2 separate regions of the Macaca mulatta genome follow, and region 2 is linked to region 1. A link is a contact called in public Micro-C data. All regions are on one chromosome and are shown on one strand. The core of a region is the stretch at or near the end of the contact, and the rest is flanking DNA. Distances in the headings are between cores, read along the strand shown. Region 1 holds the start of ZFAND6 (zinc finger AN1-type containing 6). Region 2 holds the start of FAH (fumarylacetoacetate hydrolase).

What was found. Hi-C and Micro-C count contacts between places; a contact is called where the count stands out from the background.
Region 2: a contact with region 1 is called in a Micro-C map of CD4 T cells, with 10 times the contacts expected there. The contact joins the promoter of FAH here to the promoter of ZFAND6 in region 1. A contact is called at or near these places in 4 of 14 Hi-C or Micro-C datasets (CD4 T cells, blood, cortical neurons and 1 more).

Annotation. Positions count from the first base shown.
Region 1 is chr7:58,261,476-58,269,311 of T2T-MMU8v2.0, reverse strand. It overlaps ZFAND6 (zinc finger AN1-type containing 6), which reads right to left and starts at 4,363. Exons shown (of 6, transcript NM_001194435.1): 1 at 4,117-4,363. It overlaps LOC144330036 (a long non-coding RNA gene), which reads left to right. Exons shown (of 2, transcript XR_013395856.1): 2 at 1,258-3,063.
Region 2 is chr7:58,361,524-58,369,359 of T2T-MMU8v2.0, reverse strand. FAH (fumarylacetoacetate hydrolase) reads right to left here and starts at 3,397. Exons shown (of 14, transcript NM_001257529.2): 1 at 3,286-3,397. The coding sequence starts at 3,366.

The sequences.
Region 1 (7,836 bases), core at 3,114-5,613:
TATACCAGAATAAGACTCCGTCTCAAAAAAAAAAAAAAAAAAAAAATAGCCGGGCGTGGTTGTGCACGCCTGTAGTCCCAGCTACTCAGGAGGCTGAGGAACAAGAATCACTTGAACCTAGGAGGCGGAGGTTGCAGTGAGCTGAGATCGCACCATTGCACTCCAGCCTGGGAGACAGAGCAAGACTCTGTCTCAAAAAAATAAAAATTAAAAAAAAGAAATGTAGCTAGTATGAATTGAGATATACTTTAAGTGGAAAATACATAACAAATTATAAACACAGTCTAAAAAAGAAAATTATCCCATCAGCAATTTCTTACACTGATTACATGTTGAATTCATAGTTTTTGGGTTAAATAAAATGTATTTCACCTGTTCATCTTCTTTTCGTAATGTGGCTACCAGAAAATTTTAAATTACTTAATGTAGCTCCCGTTCGTGACTAACATTGTATTTCTAGTGGACTTTGCTGGTGTGAGGTATACAAACCACAGTAAGAGGTTTCAATTTTATTTGGTATATTGCAAAGCTACGGGGGAGTTTTGAGTCAGAGAATAAGATACTCTAATTTACACATTTAAATGAAACAGAAGAGTAGAAAAGTTGAAGCAATGGTACCAGTTACATGACCTCTATTACCATCTTATATAAAACAAGATGGTGAGGCAGATTACATTTCGGTAATTTCTTAAGGAAGAGCCAGCCTGAGAGTGTTTAGAATTGGCTCTTAATAAGCCAGGCATGAGCGCCAGCCCATAATCCCAGCACTTTGGGACGCCGAGGCAGGCGGATCACAAGGTCAGAAGATCGAGACCATACTGGCTAACACGGTGAAACCCCGTCCCTACTAAAAATACAAAAAATTAGCCAGGCGTGGTGGCAGGCGCCTGTAGTCCCAGCTACTCAGGAGGCTGAGGCAGGAAAATGGCGTGAACCCGGGAGGCAGAGCTTGCAGTGAGCCGAGATCGCGCCACTACACTCCAGCCCGGGTGACAGAGCAAGACTCTCTCTCCAAAAAAAAAAAAAAAAAATTGACTCTTAATAGTTTAGGATATTAAGAAAACACACACAAAGACCAAGGATATACCTGAAAAATGTTAACAATAGTTATCTATGATGGTGTTATAGGTGGCTTTTCTTAGTAACTTTCTATTCTTTCTCAAAGTTTGAGGGGGAAAACCCCATATACACATTGTCCTTACAATCAAATAAAAAATGAGGTTTTTAAAAGCAAAATACAGCCCTACCAAAACAAAGCATCCTGGTATTTGTCTGCAAGCTACATATAGAAAAAATGAAACCATCTCTACTCCCATGCCTTCAAAAAGGTTATTCAACGCTACATGTAAATTCACACTTACATACATGAATGAAACATGAAACACACACAAACACACCTATCTTCAGGATATTAAGGAGATACTATTCCCTAATTTGTCACTGTGTCTCTGTTAGCATAATGAAACAGATACTTGGGAAGCACACCTTGTGGGCATTCTCTAATCTAAAAGGTATTTAAATATGGAGTTAAGAAATCCTGAAACATCGCACAACTTTTTCAAAAATATTCCAAAGGATACAAAACGTAATTCCACAGAATAACACCTTGGTCCTAATGCTTTCCCTTAAAGGGTGTGTGCCATTTGACAGGTGTTTTCCTTAACTAAAGTCTGTGCAAAACTGGAAGAATAAGCTTAGGACAAGTTTCTTCTACATGAGTATGCTAAGGCACAAGAGAAATTTTTAAGTAATTTGCTAGAGATTAGAGGGGAGGAGAGGAACAGCAGAAAGGTGATTTATTTTACATACAATCCAGCGTTTTTTCGACTATACTTACTATTTTTGCATTGAAAAGGAGATACCAAACAGTGCCAGACTTTTTACAATGTGACTTCAAAGTAAGAGGGTCATTACACATAGGTTAACAGGAATTTTGGGTTTTCATGCAAATGTTCAACTAGGTTGAACCAGTTCAATCACTATGGCTATGAATCTTCTATTTAAACATAATAGAGAATCCTAACGTTTTTCATTCATTTTATTTCTAAGTTATTCAATCTATTCCAGTCCTGATTACCTAATACCTTCTAATGCAATCCACATTAAGTATTTACTCTAGAGAAATTATTGTACATGTGTACCAAGAGCCGGAAACAAGAAATGTTCATAGAGCAAGACTGTTTATAGCAAAACAAAATAAAAAACAACAAAAACACGGTCTAAGTGCCCATGAGTTACAGCAGATTAACATGTCACAAAGCAATGAAATAAACTACAGCCACATACTATTTTTTATAAAGCTCAAAAGAAAAGCAAATTAAATGCCACACTGTTTCGGCATACAAACATATATGATAAAACTATTTTTCAAAAAGTCAAGGAAGTGACATACACAAAATCCACTGCACAGATAAACTCATAGACAAATGCAAGTTTTACTAATGTTCCAGTTTTGGGTTTGGGAGGAGGAGTCAAGGATTTATGACGTTTTATCTGTTTATACTTTACTGTATTTTTTTGTGGTATTAAATATATTTTGGTTACTTCTTATAAACTTCACTGACATATAGTTGACAATAAACTGCACATACTTGAAGTGTAAAACGTGTAAGTTCTGACATATGCATACACCCAGAAAGTTATCACTACAAGATAATAAATCCATCGACCCCCGTATTTTCTCCTGCACATTGGTGATCTCTGTCTCCCTTTAAATATACTTTAAAACCTACAAAAGTAAAAATAAAAAAGACAACCTGTTTTGGAAACTTAAACGTGCACATTTTGCAAAACATTTCCCCTAGGGCTCTGGAGAAAACTATACGTAAATTCAGAAAGTGCCTTAAACTTGGTGACATAGAAACTGAACAACTACCCTTAAAAGTTTATGGTATTTTACACTTTTAAAAAATCAAATTCCGACTTTGTTTTGAAAGAGGAATTTAATCCTGTTTCTCGGAGCATCAAAATCATTAATTCTGCCCAGTTTTGGTTTTTTTTTGTTTTGTTTTTTGAGACGGAGTCTCCCTCTGTCGCCAGGCTGGAGTACAGTAGCGCGATCTGGGCTCACTGCAACCTCCGCCCCCCGGGTTCAAGCGATGCTCCTGCCTCAGCCTCCCAGTAGCTGGGACTACAGGCAAGCACCACCACGCCCAGCTAATTTTTGCATTTTTAGTAGAGACGGGGTTTCACCATGTTGGCCAGGATGGTCTCGATCTCCTGACCTTGTTATTAGACCGCGTCGGCCTCCCAAAGTGCTGGGATTACAGGCGTTGAGTTACCGCGCGTGGCCAATTCTGCCCAGTTTTTATGGCCCAATAACTTAATATAAATTACCTTTAGGTAACCCCAAGGCCCTAACTTCCTCACAACTGGTCACAACTTCCGAGTTGTGAAGGTAAATCATAGCGTCCCAACTGTGTGGGTTAGCACATGACTTCGAAACCAAGTTAAAGAGATTTCAAACACAATATTCTTTCGTAGTTCTTTAGGTGGCTAAAACTTGAAAATAACTATTTCAAAAGAGCAGACGAAAAATTTAGAATCCTAAGCAAGCTAAACCCAAGCACGGAAAAAAGAGACCGATTCCCTTCCCGGTGCCAGTCAGGAGTTGGAAACAACGGGCTGCCTCCGGCTGGTTTCTGAAAACACGGCAGGTGGAAAAACATCCCGAAGAAGACCTGAGACTGGGGGGGAGGGGGAGTTGACGCGCCCCAGGGTGCCCAGGGCCCTTCCGACCCCCGCCCGCCAACCGCTACGAACCCGCTCGGGGCGGCGCGCTTCGCGGCCTCCGCGGCCCTGAAGAACTGAGGCTCCGGACCCCAGCGCGACCACCCTGACAGGTTTTGGCCCCGGGCTGCGGGCGCCCGCGCGCGTCTGAGGTGAACCCGCCGATCCCCGGCCCCTGCCCCCGGAGCCGGGAGTCCTAACCCTCTCGGCCGCGGCCCCCGCGGGCCCACCACCTGCTGCGCCGGCCAGCCGCCCTCCGCTTCCGGCTCCCGGGAGCCGGGAGGGGCCGGGGGCGGGCCTCGCCTCGCTGCAGCCGGGTGGGGGAAGGGAGCGGGCGGGGGAGGGGCAGCGCGGACCAGACCGGGCCCCGCGGGCCGCGCTATTCACCTGGCGGCGGCTCTCTCCGCCTGACGCGCTGCCCGCCGCCGCCGGTAGCCGCTGGTGAACCGGGACAGGTAAGGCCGCCGAACCCCTACTCCCTCTGGCTCCGCCACCGCCGGCCCCTCCGTCTGCTGTTTATTAAACTTTTCTGTTTGGTTGTTCGGCCTATGACGCGACCGCGGAGGAGAGCCACTGGATTGGCCGGCTCCCAGGGCTGACGCGGCGGGCCCCGCCCGCATCCTAATTATTACCGGCGCGGGCGGGGCCACAGGCCGGAGGAGGCGGGGAGAGGCGGGGTCAAGGCTCGGAGCGCACGGCAATTGGCCGGAGGCGAGAGAAGAGGCGGGGCGGAGCGAAAGGAGATGCTTCTCCCTCTGCACCTCCACCATCGCTTGCTCCACTGCCGTCTCTGCGGGGCTCATCCCGCCGCAGTTTCTCTACCTCCAATAGCTACGGGAAGGCGATTAAGAGGTGCCGCGGAGTCTTTAAGGGCTTGATAGGTTCAGGTACCTTTGCTACCTCGCAGGGAATGGCGTGTCCCTGTCTCGGATTGAGGCACCAAAGAGTTGCCCTCCACCTGCCACTTGTGCAGGAAGGAATTCTGAGCTTCTGTCTTCACACGCAGGCCGGCGCCTCAGTCTGCAAGCGCGAAGTCCGAGCTCAGGGCGCATACTGGAAAGCAGTACTCTGCCCTGTCCTGAACTGGGACTTGGAAATAGAAGCAAGACGAGAAGCGTGCATGCACACGTGTGCAATACATACATGCACGGGCACAAGCACCCTCAGTTCAGCCTTTTCCAAAAGCACGGGGTCAGTTCCTACCTGCGTGGTGCATGCTGCGCTACTGCGCTGGAACTAGGGATGATGGGCAGAATGGCTCCCCCTGAAGTTTTTCAGCCTTCGTTCGGGCTCATGAGCATCACAAGCAGGAAGTACGTGACACTTTAGTTCGAGGTCATTCAATCCTATCGTGAATGAAGGGTTCCGTTGGGGCTTTAAGGTGGGCGGGCCCAGTCCTGAGGATCCTCTTTGTTTTGAATGTTTTTATTTTGTTATTCATGGATTTTTTTTGCATTAATTTTAATTTAAAAAAATAAAAATGTTGTTCATCTTGATCACTTAGTTTTTTGGTGCTCCCTTAAATATTGTGCCTGAAGTGAGTACCTGTTGCATTTAGCAACACAGAGGTCACCTTGGGGAGTACAGTTTAAGTGGAGGACAAAAGCCTGATTGGAATGGTAATAAAACCTACTTATTAGGCTATTTGTGGGGGTTAACTAAGATAGTATGTGTGAAAGAGCTTCTTGAACTAGCGAGGTTATGCGCCAAGTCTCATGGATTTTGTCTTAAATGTATTTTTCTTCAGATGCTTGTCCAGTTTATCATTGTATTAACTCCAGCACCTAACCCAGTTGGATTTTCATATACAGCTATTATGAATTTGCACAAATTGGGTTTACATGACCTTTACTGCTTTCCTTTGTTCCAGATTCGTTCTGGGAGATTGAGAGATTATAGCATTGCATTGTGACTTTGAATGCAGACAGACCACTGTCACTTACTAGCTTTGTGGTCTTAAGAAAATCGTGTGAAATGGGAACAAAAACCTACCACAAAGGATTGTTATGAGGGTTAAAAGATACTGCATTTCTATATACCCAGTAAATGCTGTATGCCAACTCTCTGCCAGCCTGTGCTGTAGGTGCTGGAGATAGCATTAGGTAAGAGAGATGAAGGCCCTCCTCTCATTGACTTACACAGGGGAAGAGGGAGCAGAAACAATAAACAGTATACATATGCAACCTACCAGGCAGTGTACGTAAACAACATATTCACAGCACCTGGTATGTAACAAATGCGCAATAAATGATTGTTTATTTGCATTATTATTTCCAACCCCATCTTCTTTCCTGTGTTCCAGAGCAGGACATTTACTGTGTGCTTATCACAGCCACTCAATATGTCCAAGGCTCATTTTCCCCCCAAACACATTCTTCCTCCTATAGTCCCAATTTTGGCTAATGGTGACACCATGTTTCCAGTTATTAAAACTAGAAACTCAAGCTTTATTGAGATTTAACACACATATCATTACAACTCACCCATTTTTAAAGAATACAATTTGCTGGGCGCAGTGACACATGCCAGTGGTCCCAGCTACTCAGGAGGGTTAGCTGGGGGAATTGATTGAGTCCAGGAATTCTGGGCAGTAATGCACTGTACCCATGGGTGTCCACGAGGATGGGGGGGACCATCAAGTTGCCTAAGGAAGACGACTCTGCCCAAGTCCAAAACAGAGCAGATCAAAACTCCTGTGCTGATTAGTAATGGGATCATGCCATTGCACTCCAGCCTGGGAAACATAGCAAGACTCTGTCTCCTATTAAAGAAAAAACAAAAAGAAAAATAAAAGAAATTATACAATTCAGTGGTTTTTAGTATATTCACAGTGGTGCAGGTATCACCACAAATCAGTTTCAGAACATTTTGTCACCCTAAAAAGAAACCTTGGCAGGGGGCAGTGGCTCATGCCTGTAATACCAGCATTTTAGGAAGCCAAGGCAGGTGGATCACTTGAGGTCAGGTGTTAGAGACCAGCCTGGTCAATACAGTGAAACCCTGTCTCTACTAAAAATACAAAAATTAGCCAAGCTTGGTGGTGCACACCTGTAATGGTGCACACCTACTTGGTGGTGCACATCTGTAGGTGCTTGGGAGACTGAGGCAGGAGAATCACTTGAACCCGGCAGGCAGAGGTCGCAGTGAGCCAAGATCATGCCACTGCACTCCAGCCTAGGTGACAGACCAAGACTCCATCTCAAAAAAAAAAAGAAAAAAAAAGAAAGAAAGAAAAAAAGGAAAAACAAAACAAAAAAACAACCTTGTACCTTTTAGCAGTCACATTCCCCTTTCCCCCAATTCATGTCCCACCTCCATCCCTGGGTAACCATTAAGCTACTATGTGTCCCTTTAGTTTTGCAAGTGATCCTTTGGCCTCAACCTCCTAAGTAGCTGGGTCTACAGGCGCAAACTACCATGCCTGGCTAGTTTTGCCTATTTTGGACATTTCATAAATACGTAGTCATATAATATGTGGTCTTTTGAGACTGGCTACTTTCACTTAGTATAAGGTTTTCAAAGTTCATCGTGTTGTAGTATGTATCAGCACTTTATTTCCTTTTATTGCTGAATAATATTTCACTGTATTGATATTTAATATAGCACATTTATTCATTAATTTATAGACATTTTCCACTTTTTGCCCATTATGTGACTAGTGCTCCTATTAATATTTTTATCCAAGTTCTTACAGGGACTTTTTTTTTTTAACAGATGAGGTCTCACTCTGTCACCCTGGTGAGGGTGTGGTAGCATGAACGTAAGCTTACTGACACCTCAACTACTGGACTCAAACAATCCTCCCACCTCAGCCTCCCAAGTAGCTGGGACTACAGGTATGCACCACCATGCCCAGCTAATTTTTTTTTTATTTTTTGTAGAGATGGGGTTTCACTATGTTGCCCAGACTGGTCTCAAACTCTTGGGCTTAAGAAGTCCTCCCAGCTTGGCCTCTCGAAGTGCTGAGATTACAGGTGTACTGTGCCCAGCTTGTTTTTATTTGTCTTGGGTATCTACCTAGGAGTAGGTAGACACTGCGTCATATGGTAACTCTGTTTAACCATCTGTGGAACTACCAGACTGTTTTCCATAGAGACTACACCATTT
Region 2 (7,836 bases), core at 2,148-4,647, 100 kb before region 1:
GGCAAGAGACTGAAGGCACAACTGTAGCTATACTGCTATACAGTTATAATACAAATTAGATATACAGATGATCATGGACAATTATCAATCATTACTATAAACATTATTAATCATTAGCTTTTAATAGTACTCTTTGTTGCATTACTAATATAACCTAGGAATAACCGGTGGGTATAGCGTGAGATACTGAAGGGACATTGTGAGAAGTGACCAAGAAGGCAAGAGGTGAGCCCTCTGTCACACCCGCATAAGGGCCGCTTGAGGACTCCTTGGTCAAGCGGTAATGCCAGTGTCTGGGAAGGCACCCATTACTTAGCAGACCACGAAAGGGAGTCTCCTTTCCTTGGCGGAGTCAGGAAACACTCTGTTCCACCAGTTTCTTGTGGGAGGCCGGATATTATCCAGGCCTGCCCGCAGTCATCTGGAGGCCTAAACCCCTCCCTGTGGTGCTGTGCTTCAATGGTCACACTCCTTGTCCACTTTCATGTTCCTCCCATACTCCTGGTTCCTCTTTGAAGTTCTTAGAAGATAGCTGTAGAAGAAATAGCAAAAGTCTTAAAGTCTTTGATCTTTCTTATAAGTGAATAGAAGAAAACGCTGACGTATGCTGCCTTCCCTCTCTGGCTGTGGCTACCTGAAAGGGAAGGGCCCACTGTCCCATGATCACGTGACTTGCCTGACCTTATCAATCACTTGGACGATTCACCTCCTTACCCTGCCCCTCTTGTCTTGTATGCAATAAATATCAGTGCACCCAGCCATTCGGGGCCACTACCGGTCTCCGCGTCTTGGTGGTAGTGGTCCCCCGGGTCCAGTTGTTTTCTCTTTATCTCTTTGTCTTGTGTCTTTATTTCTTACAATCTCTCATTTCCACACACGGGGAGAACACCCGCTAAGCCCCGTAGGGCTGGATCCTACAGACTGGGAGGCTGACAGATGTGGGGATCAACCCCATATCCGCCTCCTACTGGCTGTGAGATCTGGAGCATGATGCTTTGCCTCTCTGGGCCTCAGTTTCCTCATCTGTAGAATGGGGACAATAACTTCACAGTAGTTTTATTGTGAGAATTTGATTAATATCTGTAAATCTCTCACCACAAGAACAGACACAGGGTAGACGCTATTCATGCCACAAACATTTAGAAAGCATCTTCTCAGTACCAGCACTACACAAAGGCTGCTGAGGTCCTGGGAACAGTGACTTGGTTCCTTCTCTCCAGAAGCAAAAGGAAACACAGGGTGTGGTGAGAGACAACAAAGGCTGGGCAGCAGCTGGGAGCTCTTTCAGAGAGAGTGCTTAGGAGGTGACATTTAAGCTGAGTCCCAAAGAGTGAGAAGGGGCCAAGCATATAGAGAGCAGAGGGACGAGTATTCCAGGCAGAAGGAACAACATGTGCTAAGGCCCGAAGGCAGGAAGCTGCTCTTAGCATGTCTCAGAGACTCAAAGGCAGCCAGTGTGGCTGGAGAGAGCAGAGGCCAGGAGGCAGTGGCAGGGCCAGACCCCAGGGACTTTAAGAAGGCACCCGACAAACCAGTTCCACACTACTACAATCTCGTTCTCAGAGGCCACCACCCCTACCTTCACAGAGAGCACCCCATATGCCTTACTAGTCCATGAGCAACCAGAAATGGAAGGAAGGCGTCTCCTGTGTCTTTGATCCCAACTCACAGCCCAGGCAGTCTGGACCACAGTTAGGGTTCCTAAGCATTCGCTGAATAAAAAAATGAATAAAGTGATGACTGCGTTCATTGTTATTCCACTCAAATTAGGAAGGGCTGACTGCTGACATGGGGGAAGGGAGGTTTTGCCTTGGCAACTAGTCTTGCCTGGCAAGGCAGCCATCACCGTTGGAATGTCCAGTGCCTGCAGAGAAAGTTTCAGATGAGGCTTGTTCAGCTGGACGGCCAAAGGGCCAACTCTCCACCCCCAGCACTCTATCAGAGGACAGGGGGATGGGGCTCTCTCTCCCAGACATCTATAGTGGCTGCCCTGCACATGCTGATGTTGAAACAGCAGGACATGGTGTCTGAAAGCCCCTAGCCACACTCTAAGGGACATTAATTCGATTCCCCTGAGAAAGCAAGTCAGAGCACCCTACTGGGGTGTGCCTGCCTCTCACAAATGTTTCTGTCTAATGGATTTGTGCTCCAGGAAAGGTGAGGGAGGACACATCTGCTGAGGGCAAAGTGTTTGAGGACGGCAGAGGAAGGGCTTTGTCTGCAGAAAGGTTGTTGGCCATCACAGGTTAAGGTTTAATGTGCCTCAAATTGTGTCCTCCAGGGGATTTAGTGTCCACTTTCTGTGTCCTTGCAACATCTGGTCAGCCTGGCCAGATATGAAACCACAAGTTGACTCTTCTAGACCAAAGTACTCACTGCAGACAGGCCCATAAAAGGCCAGCCACTTGCCTCCAATGACAAGCCATGGGGGAAGGAGGGGACCCCACTTTCCAGGAAGAAGCCAACTGCCAAGCCCCTCGTTTAGCAAACATTTCCTGATTCTGGGGTTCTATGGCTTACAGAGCTGAATCAGAAGTGTACCTTTAAAGTTGGGAGCAAAAATCTAAGCCAAAAATATCATCAACAAATCCAAGGGAATTTGCTTTTCCAACCTAGGGACCCTCTTATTATCTATTTGCTCATAAACCTCCAGTTTTCAAACACTTATTTCTACCAATCAGACTACACTGACTTAGTCAAAGTTTGTTTCCCTGCCCTCTTTCTTCTGATCAGTGGGGGAATGCCAGGCAGCCCACACCAGGAGCTGAAAGAATTCCAGCAACAGGCAGAGAGAGACACTTGCCATCTTAGATCGCACAGCTCTAAGACAGGACATGCGCGTCCCCCTCTGAGCTGCTACGCATACCGGGTTATCATTTCCTGGGTTCTAGGGTTAGGGGCTATCCAGTGAGATGAACCACCAGCCTCTTGGGCAAGAGAAACACACCGCAACCGCCTCGGAGTAGGCAGCATGCCTGCGTACTGCAGCTTCCGGTAACAGAATCCTGCTTGCTCTGCTTGTCTGGGAGAGTGACACTATTCATTTCATTTTGCATTTAGTTCTCAGCAAACCTGAGGACACTGAGGCTGAAAAGTCAAATAATGTGCACAACTAGAAAGTTACGAGGTGGGATTCGAGCCCACAGGCACTCTCACGGAACGGATCTTAAGAGAAAAATGACCCAAGCCTCCATCCCGCCCCTCATTCCACTCCATTCCACTCCATTCCACTGCACTCCACTCCACTCCCTCCCCGCGCCCGGAAGCCGAAGCCCCACTGCTCACGTCGCCTCTGGTGGAGAAGACGCCGTAGGGCAGGTTGTGGATGGGGAAGTCGGAATCCTCGGCCACCGGGATGAAGGACATGCTGGCGAGCACCCGGCACGGCTGCGGGCCTAAGGTGGCGTGCGGAAACTGGGACTGAACTCTGCCGCCGTGGTCAGGCCCGGCCCCGTCCCCCCGGCCCACCCTCACGGCCTGTCTGGGTGGCACAGCAGGGACCCCGGAAGCTCCTGCCTGATTTTGATCTCACCGTAAACAACCCACCCCCGAACCCTGAACCCTGCCCCTTCCCTACCCCTGACCTCCTCGAGCTCCAGGTCCTCCACAGTCTCGCCTTCTCTTCCAGAGCCCCGCCCCTCCCCTGGCCCCGCCCCTGCGAGCCTCAGGTCCTTCACAGTCTCTCCTCCCTCCCCGATCCCCTCCCCTCCCCTTGTCCCGCCCCCGCGAGCCCTAGGTCCTCCAGTCCCACCTTCCCTCCGAGAGCCCCGCCCTTCCCCTGGCCTCGCCCTGCGAGCCCCAGGTCATCCAGTCTCTCCCTCACTCCCCGAGCCCCGCCCCTCCCCTGGCCCCGCCCCCGTCCTGATCCCCTCCCCATCCGCGAGTCCACATCGGGGAGATCTGGTTCCAGCCTCCGCTCGGGGCAGCTGGTCCTATCGAGAGCAAAACCTAGCTTAGCAGTTAAGGCTCTGCCCTGCATGACTCCAGCCTCGCTCGCCCCAGCTGCTGCCCTGCTCTTCAGCTCAACAGAACTCTTGTCCGCTTCCGGGAAACAGACACTTTCTCCCCAGGAGCTGCTTCCTGAGCTTCAGAAGAATACCCAGTCGCGTCCTTTCTCCCTGCATACCACGCTGCTCCGTCCAGCTATGACACTTCCACTTGTGTTTCAGAGAACGGAACAGTTACGCCTGTTTGGAAGGCTTCAATTAATGAGAATTAATATTCTAAAAAATATAACTCACCTGTTTCACATGCCGGTAGTAAAATGACGTTGACAAACTGCTCAACCTTGGACAAGTTACTTAAACTTTCTATACCTCAGCTTCCTTCTCTGTATAATGTTGATGATAATAGTTCCTACTTCCCAAAATTAATATGAGAATGGAATGAATTAATATTTGTGAAGCACCTAGAATAATGCCTGGCATACAGAGATTATGTGTGTGTGGAAAGAGAGAAAAGGGAGGAAAGAAGAGGAAAGGAAGGGAGGGGGATAAAGGAAAGGAAAGAAAAAAGAAATAGGAAAGGACAGAGAGGGAGAAAGAAAAGGAGGTGGCCGGGCGCGGTGGCTCAAGCCTGTAATCCCAGCACTTTGGGAGGCCGAGACGGGCGGATCACGAGGTCAGGAGATCGAGAGACGATCCCGGCTAACACGGTGAAACCCCGTCTCTACTAAAAAATACCAAAAAATAGCCGGGCGAGGTGGCGGGCGCCTGTAGTCCCAGCTACTCGGGAGGCTGAGGCAGGAGAATGGCGTAAACCCGGGAGGCGGAGCTTGCAGTGAGCTGAGATCCGGCCACTGCACTCCAGCCTGGGTGACAGAGCAAGACTCCGTCTCAAAAAAAAAAAAAAAATTTAAAAAAAAAAAAAAAGAAAGAAAAGGAGGAAGGCAGGAAAGAAGGGAAAGGCAGACTATCTTAGGGTCGGTTCAAGGTGTTAATCTAATCACTCATGTGCAGTCAGCTGCAGTTTTTTGAGACCACGCCACAGCCAGGACACTTGGAACACACCGGAGAGTGTGCTGTTGTGTTATTGTTGGTGTGAATGATTCAGGTACACTTTTAAACAGCCAGGAGGCCGGCTGAAATCTAGAAAAGTAGACGATAGTCTGGGCAAGGGTTCCCTGAAGATTCTTGAGGAATGTGACACGGTGACTGCTGAGTTAGGGAGGCTGCTCTGCATTTCAGCTTAGGGAGAAGAGGCTGGAAGATGGCAGGATAATGTGAGCTAAGTGGGCCTGAAACCAGAAGGCTTGAGAGGAGCAAGTACGGCAAGCAGGGCCCGCTGTTGAGCCCCCCTTCCTAGCCCCTGAGATCACTCTGGTGCCTGTCCACCAGGCATGACCAGTGATCATCACCTAGTAAGGAGCACAGTCTGGGCACAGCCTCTTGGCTCTCATCTCCTGCCCTGAGTGGCTCTGCCAAGGACTGGCTTCAGTTCTTTTAAGTCAGCCCTGGGGAAGGAATGAAGGTGGTCTGACTTGTTCTGGTAGGTTCCTGAAAGAGGAAAAGAAGAGGGGAGTATCCCAACTTGGTGGCTTTATAAAGAGGCATTCCAGGCAGCACTTGATACTTGCCTAATTTAAGCTACTCTCAGCTGCAAGGCAATGAATTATTTTCACGTTCTGTAGTTGCCCTGCCCCTTCCCATTAAAACCACGAGCTTTCTTATTTCCATGTACAACTCTGTCAATACCTAGCAAAACACCTGGCACAGAATAGGTGCTCCATAATATATAAGTCATTAATATAAAACTTGACCAAAAGGAAATGAAGGAATAGCCAATAAGCCCATACTCTATGCCAGGCCATGGGGATACACCAGCAGCTCACATCTTTAATTCCTTTTTTATGGAGCATGTGTTGTGTGGGGGATGCTAGGCCATGAGCTTCTGCTGAATACACACAAGTTAACAAAAGCCTAAATGATAAGACCCTTGGAGAGAGAAAACCAAAGTCTTTTAGGGAAAGGAGGTGGGGCAGATGTATCTGTGGAAAAGGATGTGGGGATGAGATGGCTGAGGAGGGAGTAAGATTTCATAGTTTTAAAATAGACTTCACCAACCCACTAATTATACATAGTGTCTGAAAACGCCAAAGCTGTTCTCTATTTGGAAAACAGCATTTGAAATAACTTGCAAGTAAGTATACTATTTTTTTTCTTTCTCATTTTTTGGAAGAGAATGTGTTGGCCATGTACATCACAACACTTATTAAGAAAGAATTTTAAAAGAAAGATATTGCCCATAATCCCACCAATGTAGTCTTCATATTTTCATGGTTTTTTTCATTCCATTTGTATGCACATGGCTTTTCCATCCTTATAAACTTTACATAGATGCAATTTTTCAGTCTTTCTCTATCTTATTCTCTTGAATATTTTTCCTTGAGGCCCAATAGGCTTCATTATGATCATTGTCATTGGCTGAGGAAGCCTCCGGGGTTCAAGCGATTCTCCTGCCTCAGCCTCCCGAGTAGCTGGGATTACAGGCATGCACCACCACGTCTGTTTAATTTTGTATTTTTAGTAGAGACAGGGTTTCTCCATGTTGGACAGGCTGGTTTCGAACTCCCAACCTCAGGTGATCTGTCTGCCTCGGCCTCCCAAAGTGCTAGAATTACAGGCGTGAGCCACTGCACCTGGCCATATCTTTTCATTTATTTCTGTTTACTTCAATTTCTTTCATTGATGTTTTCTAGTTACCAGTGTACAGGTCCTTCACCTCCTTGGTTAAATTTATTCCCAAGTGTTTTGTTTGGTTAGGGGTTTTTTGGTAGCTATTGTAAGTGAGATTGTTTTCTTAATTTCCAAAAATCCCTTCTGCTGCTTCTATTCATTCCCTGGACCACTGGCAGCCACTTATCTCTTTACTGTCTCTGTAGTCTTGACTTGTCCAGAATGTCATATAATTGGAATCATATAGTATGTAGCTTTTTAGATTGGGTTCTTTCACTTAGCAATATGCATTAAGTTTCTTCTATGTCTTTTCCTGCCCTGAAAGTTCCTTTCTATTATTGTTGAATGCTGTTTCACTGTATAAATGTTCCATAGTTAGTTTGTTCACCTATTGAAGGATATCTTGGTTGCTTCCAATTTTTGGCAATTAAGAATAAAGCTGCTAAAATGTCAGTGTGGATGCTTTTGTTTTTTAACCAAGTGTACTTTATTAAATCATTTAAAAAAAAAATTTTTTTTTTATGTTGCCCATAAAAAAATTTTTTTTTTTATGTTGCCTCACTATGTTGCCCAGACCAAACTCAAACTCCTGGCCTCAAGTGACTCTCTTGCCTCAGCCTCCTGAGTAGCTGAGGCTGCAGGCCTTTTTTTTTTTTTTTTTTAATTGCTCTCAGTGTATCTTCTTTGATGAGATATCTGTTCAGATATTTTGCCCATTTTTAGGTTGGATTGTTTTCATACAATTAAGCTTTAAGAGTTTTTTGTATATGTTAAATGAAAGCCCTTTATATGTTTTGCTAATTTTTTCCAAGTCTGTGGCTTATCTTTTAATTTTTTTAACAGCAGCTTCTGCAGAGCAGTTTTTAACTTTAACAGAGTTCAAGTCATCAATTATTTTCCTTTCACAAGTTATGCTTTTAGTGTTTTACTTAAAAAATCGAAACCAGGCCGGGCGCGGTGGCTCAAGCCTGTAATCCCAGCACTTTGGGAGGCCAAGACGGGCGGATCATGAGGTCAGGAGATCGAGACCATCCTGGCTAACACGGTGAAACCCCGTCTCTACTAAAAATACAAGAAAATTAGCCAGGCGAGGTGGCGGGCGCCTGTAGTCCCAGCTACTCGGGAGGCTGAGGCAGGAGAATGGCGTGAACCCGGGGGAGCG